Linked DNA regions of Sus scrofa: region 1 is linked to region 2. A link is a contact called in public Hi-C data. All regions are on one chromosome and are shown on one strand. Each heading gives the region's core, a stretch centred on a gene start, on an enhancer-like site or on the middle of the called end of the contact. The rest is flanking DNA. Distances are from core to core; before and after follow the strand shown.

Region 1 (4,309 bases), core at 1,088-3,587, 180 kb before region 2:
GCAACACCGGATCCTTAACCCACTGAGCAAGGCCAGGGATTGAACCTGCATCCTCATGGATGCTAGTCGTGTTCGTTAACTGCTAAACTATGACAGGAATTCCAGATCCTGGTTCAATTTAACTCAATTCGGTAAATATTTATTGTTTGCCTATTATGTGCAATGTATACAGATGTTATTAAAAACTCAGCAGTATGTCTTTCTTTCTCTTTGTCTCCCTCTCCACAGCTCATAGCAAATGAAGCTACCCCAGACAGATAAAAACAAATGAGATGGATGGAGGGACATAGGCAAGATACAGAAAACAAATGAACCCAGTATCTGTAAAATATCAATAAAATACTTTCCTTTGCCACAACTTTTTTTTTGTTATTTTTTAATATTTGAAAACACTCTGACTTTAGTACACTACTCAATAGCAAACTTTAAATACATTTAGAAATTCACTACACAGTAGATAAAAGCTCTGGATAAATTAAATAAAGCACTCCTTCATTCTAGAGAAAATTGTAGAGATGCCTTTCTTATTTTCAATTATTTTTCCAATATTCTGCAAATACATTCTCATAAAATAATGAGAGATATTAAGGAATGTACATTTAGGATAAAGAAAAAAGTGTTAACACACTTATAATGTATAATTATTTAAGGTGATATTACTTCAGCAGGCTAGATACAACTGGAGTCAATTTATTAGTGATATTCTTTGAAGCTCAACCAGAACTTTGATGTCTATTCCCTGGGAAAATGATTTTCCAAGTTTGCTAAAGCCCAGGGGAAGAAGGCTGAGCCGCCCTCCAAGACTCAAGAGGTGAGGAATTACGGGTGACACTTATGGGTATTGTTTTAAACCCGAATTAAGAACCAAATAAAGGATACAGTTGCGTTGCTTTTTATCTAACAATCTATCTTGTCACTTAACAGTCCTGAAGACATGGATGAGCTATTACTGGTACACTTACTGTGAATTAAAGATATTCTGCAAAAGGAGATGTTTGTTTGTTGGCTATTTGTTAAAAAGAGAGAGGTGACTAACAGATTCCAAGAGAAAAGGGATTTGTTTTTTAAAAGCAAATATGTGGCACACATGGACAGCTGAAAATCAAATTCTGGGACCGGGATTTGGAGACGTTCAAGCAGAAAGTATGCATAGCTCTGCTTTTGTTTACATATTCCTGGTCCGTCTGTTCCCCCTTTCCCTACCACTCCTCTTCCTAATTTTTATCATTTCTTTCAAAGCTTCTGCTTAATTCCATCTTGTCTGTGAGCAAATGACCTTGCTTTTTACCTTTCAGTGACTCTAATGCTTTCAGAGTCAAACTTTCCCAGAGTCCCAACTTTTGTGCTGATTTACATAGGGATCTGGTTATTTGCTGAATGTCTGTGTATCTGTCTCACTGGCTAGAAAACTCCATGAGATCAAGGATGGACCCTGTTCACCAGTGTCCCCAGCACCTGGCACATGATCTAGTGGGGGCTCACTAGGACACGTGTTGCCTAAATGAAGGAGCAAACTTCCTTCCCCTCATTTATAACTTTTCATCTTAAAAAACAAAAATCGTGTTTTTAATATACAGTCATGGTAAAAAAAAAAAAAAAAGAGTAGGGAATCATATTAAAGGAAAAGTTAAACCACCCTCCCCACGGGCTCCCTCCCTCACCTCCACTCCAGCCTCAGAAGCTAACCTTTCCCCTCTGCCCCAGATTCCATCCTCTTGCTGTGGTCTCTTCTAGGAAGCGCTTCACCTCCACGTGGACAAGTCCGGGAGGGGGAGTTGGCAGGGCAGTTACTCACAGTGGCCAAATTGCAACAGCTGAGGGTGAGGGCAAGCGTGTGGCCAAGGAGAGCAGTGGCCAGATGCCAGAGAAGTTAAATCAGTCATCAGATCTTAAGGGTGAATGCAAGCAAAAAAAAAAAAAAAAAAAAAAAAAAGAGGTGAAGCAAAAGGTCAGTGGGATGTAACAGGAGGTCAAGAATGCAAATGCAAGGCAAGAGCAAGTGAGAGGTCCAGGGCCACATAGATGAATGGAAGAGGAATACAAGCAGGCATTTTTAATTGATTTGGGGGGAGTTTGCTAAGCAGTGAACCAGTAGGCTAATGAGGACTGGGCTAGTACCCTGAAACCTCTTCCAACTTCAACTGCATTAATTATCCCCTCTTCTGTACAGTGGGCATCCCCCTTTCCTCTCATGGTCTCAGGTTACAAATATGCTAAGACTCTTACACTTAAAAGCAAAATAAAACAAACAGAAAACCTTTCTCTTAACCCTGCATCCCCCTCAAACTATCCTGCTCAATCTTTCTTCTGCTCATTCTAGATAAATTTCTTGAAAGATTACTATAAGCTCACTGTCTATACTCATTATCACGTCCTCATTGCCCTACTCAAGGGGACCTGCATTCTTCCCCATCGCTTTGCTGAAAATCATCTTTGGTAAGTCATCAATGGCCTTCTTATTGTTATCATTAAATATAGACGTCACACTGTCAATTCTATGTGAATTGACTCTTTGATGTCTGATGCCATTGATTGCTGTCTCCTCATTGGCCTCTTTGATATACCCCTCTGCTGGTTCTGCTCCTCTATCTCTGGTTCATCCTTTTAGTTTCCTTTGTGAGACCCTATTTCTCCACTCATTTCTATCTCTAGCTGCCTGGGGAGATCAGGTAACATTGTATGGTAGGCATATGGCTGTACATGTCTTTCCATCCTTAGGCAGCTAATAGAGTCAGGCTGCAAGGGAACATGCCCTGAAACAAAATGTGCTCTGGGTTATTGTCCAGCACTGCTCCCCACTTACTTTCAATCTTCTCTCCCTCCTCAGCTCACTCTTCCTTTTTTTAATAGGAAAGCATTTTTTTCTGTCGTGATTGTATTTTTATGGTTATGATTCATGGTGCACTTGCAATTTGCTAGGAATTCCACTGGGTGCTTATTTTATTTATTTATTCATTCAGTTATTTCCTTATTCAGCAAATATTTACTGATTTATTATGATGCAGGCTCTCTGGCTATATAATTTCTAGTCATTACAACTAAATTAAACTAAACTTAAAATAAATGTTGTTATTTTACAGATAATGAAACTGAGGCTAGGGGTTGTCCATCTTGGCTAAAGCTCTAAGAGGCAGACCAGGCATTTGAACTCACAAATGTCACTTTGTAAATTCTTTCCATGTCACTAAAATACCTCAAAAATATTCTATCTTTCATTGAGCATCTTGTGCCAGGAGTTTTTTCCCTCCTTTATCTTACTGTACTGGTAGGATCATTTGCCTATGGACTGATGTTATTTCTGAAACACAGAAGGGAACAATTCACAGCAGTGAAAACCCAGAATTCCACAAGCTTGTTATCAACACCATCACACTTGTTTCCACATGATCCAGATAAGGCTACCTATAACTCATGTAGCTAGAGATTTGCTTATTTATTCATGTTTGTATAGAGCTTACTGTGTATTAGTAGGGTACAGGGAGGTGGGAAAACAGAGCTCAGTCAATTAAATGAATGAGAATATATTATTATATCTGAAGAAATTCCAAGGAAGGAAAAGGTACGGTTATATATAAGCTAATAACAAAGATACTTGACCCAGATTGGTGGGGGCTCGGTCCAAGAAGCTTCCCTAAAGAAGTGACATGTGACTTGAGATCTGAGTGATGAGTAGAAGTTAAGCTCATAAATAGGTAAGGAAGAACACTTCAAGATGAAGAACATGCAAAGGCTCTGGGGAGAGGAGGAGGCGTAATGCTTTAAAAACCTAGAAGGCTGGGACATAGAGGGAGAGTAACGGGAAGAGGTATAGAGGGGAAGCCTGGGCCAGAGTATGTTGGTCATGCATCATTCTTTTTATCTTAAGAATCATAATCCTGGGAGTTCCCATTGTGACTTAGAGGGTTAAAAACATGACTAGTATCCATGAGGAGGCTGGTTTGGTCTCTGGTCTTCCTCAGCGGGTTAAGGATCCAGCATTGCTACAAGCTGCATCATGGGTCACAGATGCACCTTGGCTCTGGCATTGCTGTGTCTGTGACTGTGGCTGTGGGGTAGGCCTGCAGCTGCTGCTCTGATTTGACCCCCAGCATGGAATTTCCATATGCCACGGTGCAGCCTTAAAAAAAAGAAAAAGAATCATATTCCAACATGACGGGGTCTTATCATCAATTTCTGTTCTGAGAAGTTCACTCTGGCTGCAGTGTAGAGAAACTTGGTAGAGGGCTCTAGGGAGGATGTATGGAGAATAGTTAGGAAGCTGCTGCTATCATGCGAGCATGAGATGATGGTGGCTTGGACTAGAGATATG
Region 2 (4,378 bases), core at 1,306-3,805:
ATTTTTTTTCTACTTCTAAAGTCGGAGAAGCAGCTCTCTGAAATCTACCAGAGCCCCTAGCTCTTTGGCACCCTCCACTGTGGTTGTGCTTCCCAGCAGAGAAGCTTCTAAGCATGGAAAGCATGGGTGACAAGCATTTATTAACTGTTTGAGTGCCATGGCCAGGGTCCTAACCTCCACCTGCATTCATTTCCAACATCTCTCACTGGTCTACACAGAAAGCCGTAAGAGGTATAAGAAGACATGAGACATGATGATATACGTCAATGTTCTCTAGGGAAGGAAACTGGACTTCCGGTTTTCTGGCACTGCGCATTGAATGCCTCTTGTGTATAGCGCATTCACAAGTGCAGGTGTCCACTTGGCAAAATAAGTCCCACCCTGCTCTCCAACAGGGAGCATATAATCTAAAAAAGAAAGGTGGAACAAGAGGAAATGACATGAGAAAGAAGTGGTAGAGAAGCAGAAACAGGGAGACATCACGTCAACCACAACCGCATAAAGCAGGCATTCAATAGCTACTTGATGAGTTGAATTATTTGCTGAAAGCTTAATTTGATTTTAAGGAACATTTACTCCAATTTAGTTGGTTTAAATGAGTCCTAATATAACTGACAATAAGCTATTGCACCAACTAGCAAAAACAAACTCCTAGCGGCATGCTCTGATGGATGAGATGAAAAAAAACCAACATTCCTAATTAACATTTGGAATTCTTGAGTGAAAGAGTTGAGAAACTGTACTAAAAACCGTTACAAGAATTTAAATACCTACAAGCAAATTACCTACTTTTTTTTGACCCCCCCTTTTTTAAATCAGGAGATAATCACTTTTTTTTTTTTTTTTTTGGTCTTTTTGTCTTTTAAGGGTCGCACCTGAGGCATACGAAGGTTCCCAGGCTAGGGGTCAAATTGGAGCTGTAGCCACCGGCCTAATGTACAGCCACAGCAACTCGGGATCCAAGCCGAGTCTGCAGCCTACACCATAGCTCACAGCAATGTCTGACCCTTAACCCACTGAGCAAGGCCAGGGATGGAACCCGTGTCCTCATGGATACTAGTCGGATTCATAAACTGATGAACCAGGACAGGAACTCCCACTTTGTTTTTAATATTACTTTTTCTTGCATTTCTTACTCTCTACCCAGTATCTAATACTTGCTTTTCCAACACAAATATTACACAGCTCATACTAATTTTAGACTAGGAAAGGCATGGGTAATATTCACCAATTTGGCAAGAAAACTGAAAACAGCAGTGGAGACAAAATGGAGTGCAGTATAACAGAGTCATCGTGTGTTTGTTTTATTCGGAGCCTAGCAATGAGTATATGCTTTAGCTTTTCTGGTATTGTTTTGTCCTAATTGTCAATTAGCTCACTACTTCCACTTTGGAAATAAGGCTTGTTAATAATGTGGTGATATATTGTATCCTACAATGCTTTTTCTATTTTTTTAGGGCTGCACCCAAAACATATGGAGGTTCCCAGGTTGGAGGCCAAATCAATCAGAACAGCAGCTGCTGGCCTATGCCACAGCCTCGGCAATGCAGGATCTGAGCCACATTTGAGACCTACATTGCAGTTCACCACAACACTGGATCATTAACTCACTCAGCAGGGACGGGGATCCAACCCACATCCTCATAGATATTAGTCAGGTTCATTACCGCTGAGCTGCAATGGGAACTCCTGCATTTTCCTATTTTGAAGAAGTGACTTGTGTCTCTTTGGAATTTGAAGTACTGATTTGAAATAAAGATTTAACCCTTATTTACTTTTCTCCTCAGGTGTATTTTTATTCATCAGTTTGCCATTATACTTGCATAGTTAAAAGATACAGCTTTACTGACATCTTAATGCTTTTGAAAATTGTCCTAATTTCCTAGGATCCATAATTTCAAACTTGATTTAAGACCTCTCTGGAAGGGGAAGGGAGAAAAATGAATATTGATCAAACACCTTCTCTGTACCTTCTTTTTTGTGTGCTGGGTGTTTTATATGTCAACTCATTTCAGTGTAAGTAATATTATCCTTATTTTACCTCTGAGGAAACTGAGACTTAGTAACTAGCCCATGGTCACACTGCTAGAAATAGCAGGGCCAGAACCGCATCCAGATCTGCTGAATTCCAAGGCGTGGGCTCTTGTCCACATTGTAAGGAGACAGAATTACACAACAACTGGAGGGAGCCTCAGAGATCACTTAATCCAACAGGGTAAACCCTCCCTCCCTCTCCATCTGCTCACAACTCCACCAAACACACATTTCACAGACAAGGAGACTGAAAATCAGATAATTAATGCTTTGCCAAGACACAAGTTATGCAAGTGGTGAATGTACTCATACAAGTGATACTCGACAGCTTTACAGATGCAAAATTATTGATTTTTGGTCCTTCCAAACCCTGTCTTTTAAGTCAGTTTTATTGAGATATAATTCATATTCAGAGACTTATTTAAGTTATAAAAATCAATGATGGGCAGATGTATACACTCTTAAGAACCCCCAATAATCGAAATACAGAACATTTCCACTTGCCCCAGAAGGTTCCTCGTGCTTTGTACACTGGTCTTCCCTATACCCACAGCCCAAGGCAAAAACTGATCAGCTCTGGTCACTATTATTAGTTTCCATTTCCTAGAATGTGATGTAATTCATACCGTGTCTGAATTCTTTTCCTTGGCATGTGATTCTGAGAGTCATCCATGTTGTTCTGTGTATTTCATGTAGTTTGTTCCTTTGGATTGTTGAATAGCATTCCCTTGTATGGATCTGTTTCTCCATGACATGTTGAGGGACATTTGGGTCATTTCCAGGTCTTACAGCTATTGTGAATGAAGGTGCTGTGAACATAGGTGTGCCAGCCTTTATGTTCTCATCTTCTCACCTGTTTTTTGGTTTTCCTTTCCTTTCCTTTCCTTCCTTCTGGCCTATGGCATATGGACGTTCCCAGGCTAGGGGTCGAGTTGGAGCTGCAGCCTCTGGCCTATGCCACAGCAACCGCAACACCAGATCCGAGCCACATCTGCAACCTACACCTCAGCTCACGGCAATGCCAGATCCTTAACCTACTGAGTGAGGCCAGGGATCAAACAGGCATCCTCATGGATACTAGTCAGATTGGTTTCCACTGAGACATGACAGGAACTCCTCTTTTCTTTTCTTTTCTTTTTCCTTTCTTTTTATAACCACACCTGTAGCATATGGAAGTGTCCGGGTTAGGGGTCAAATCAGAGCTGCAGCTACAGCCTACATCAGAGCCATGGCACCATTGGATCCTTAACGCACTGAATGAGGCCAGGGATCAAACCCACATCCTCACAGACAGTATGTCGGGTTCTTAGCCCTCTGAGCCACAACGGGAACTCCTTATCTGTTTTTATTTTTCTTGAGTCACCGCAGTGGGATGACTCTACCACACACTATGTGTATGTTTAACTATTTAAGAAACTGACCGTCTTCCAAAATGGTTATACTATTTCACATTTCCACCAGCAATGTTCTGTCCCAGTGTCTTCTCATCTTTGCAAATATTTAGCCAAAATTTCCAGTCATTTCCATTTTGACCATTCTGGTACATGTATATAAGTATTCATTTGAATTTCCCTAATGACCAATGATGTTAAACATCCTTTCATGTATTATTAGACATTACAATATCTTCTTTTATAAAGGGTCTATTCAATTCATTTATTTATTTTTATAGAGTTGTTGGCTTATTGTAGAGTTTGTATTCTCTGAATATTCTGTACACAAATTCCTCATAAACTATATGTGGTGGTGGTTTTAAAAGCTAGTCTGCAAAATCTGGGCTAGCCTTCCAGTCATGTGGTGGAACTTAGTTTAACTTCGCTTGAGTGTGGGCTGGATGTAGGGGCTCTATTTGAGTCAACAGAACATGACCAAGGGGTGAACTATTACTTTGGAAAGCAGGTCATAGGAAGACAACAGCCACTGCTTCCTGCTCTCTCTTGAGCTACTCACTCTAGGAAAAGCCAGCTGCCATGTCTTGAGGACAGATTAGGCAGGCTATGGAGGGGCTCCCACGACTAGGAGCCTAGATGTGTTGGTGGAACTTCTGCAAATAGCCACATAAGTGGGCTTGGAAGTGACTTTCTCCAGCCAAGCCTTGAGATGACTGTAACCCCAGCCAACAGCTTAACTGCACCTCCCCACCAGATTCTTGGCCACAGGAAACTGATGATAAATGTTTGTCTTTATTTTAAGCTGCTAATTTTGGGGGTAATTTATTATGCAGCAATAGATAACTAACATACATGCATTGCAAAATTTTTCTCCCATTCTATGGCTTGCCTTTACACTTTTCTAAGGGTGTCTTTTAAAAAGCAAAAGCTTTTAATTTGGATAGGTCTGGTAT

Evidence for each region. Hi-C and Micro-C count contacts between places; a contact is called where the count stands out from the background.
Region 1: a Hi-C map of skeletal muscle shows a contact between it and region 2, with 2.4 times the contacts expected there. The contact joins two enhancer-like sites. A contact is called at or near these places in 1 of 47 Hi-C or Micro-C datasets (skeletal muscle) and 1 of 2 datasets of contacts at active chromatin or transcription factors (skeletal muscle).

Annotation. Positions count from the first base shown.
Region 1 is chr5:77,504,274-77,508,582 of Sscrofa11.1, reverse strand. LOC110260771 (a long non-coding RNA gene) reads left to right here. Exons shown (of 3, transcript XR_002344178.1): 3 at 229-358. Among named protein-coding and RNA genes, the nearest start is that of SLC38A4, 17 kb to the right of the region's middle. Within about 2 kb of position 2,337, at least 4 of the 83 cell types and tissues checked have an H3K27ac peak or open chromatin away from gene starts, as enhancers often do. A contact at or near this core is called in skeletal muscle, where this site is marked.
Region 2 is chr5:77,326,433-77,330,810 of Sscrofa11.1, reverse strand. The region is part of intron 5 of LOC106510390 (a long non-coding RNA gene); the gene reads right to left. Among named protein-coding and RNA genes, the nearest start is that of SLC38A4, 160 kb to the left of the region's middle. Within about 2 kb of position 2,555, at least 3 of the 83 cell types and tissues checked have an H3K27ac peak or open chromatin away from gene starts, as enhancers often do. A contact at or near this core is called in skeletal muscle, where this site is marked.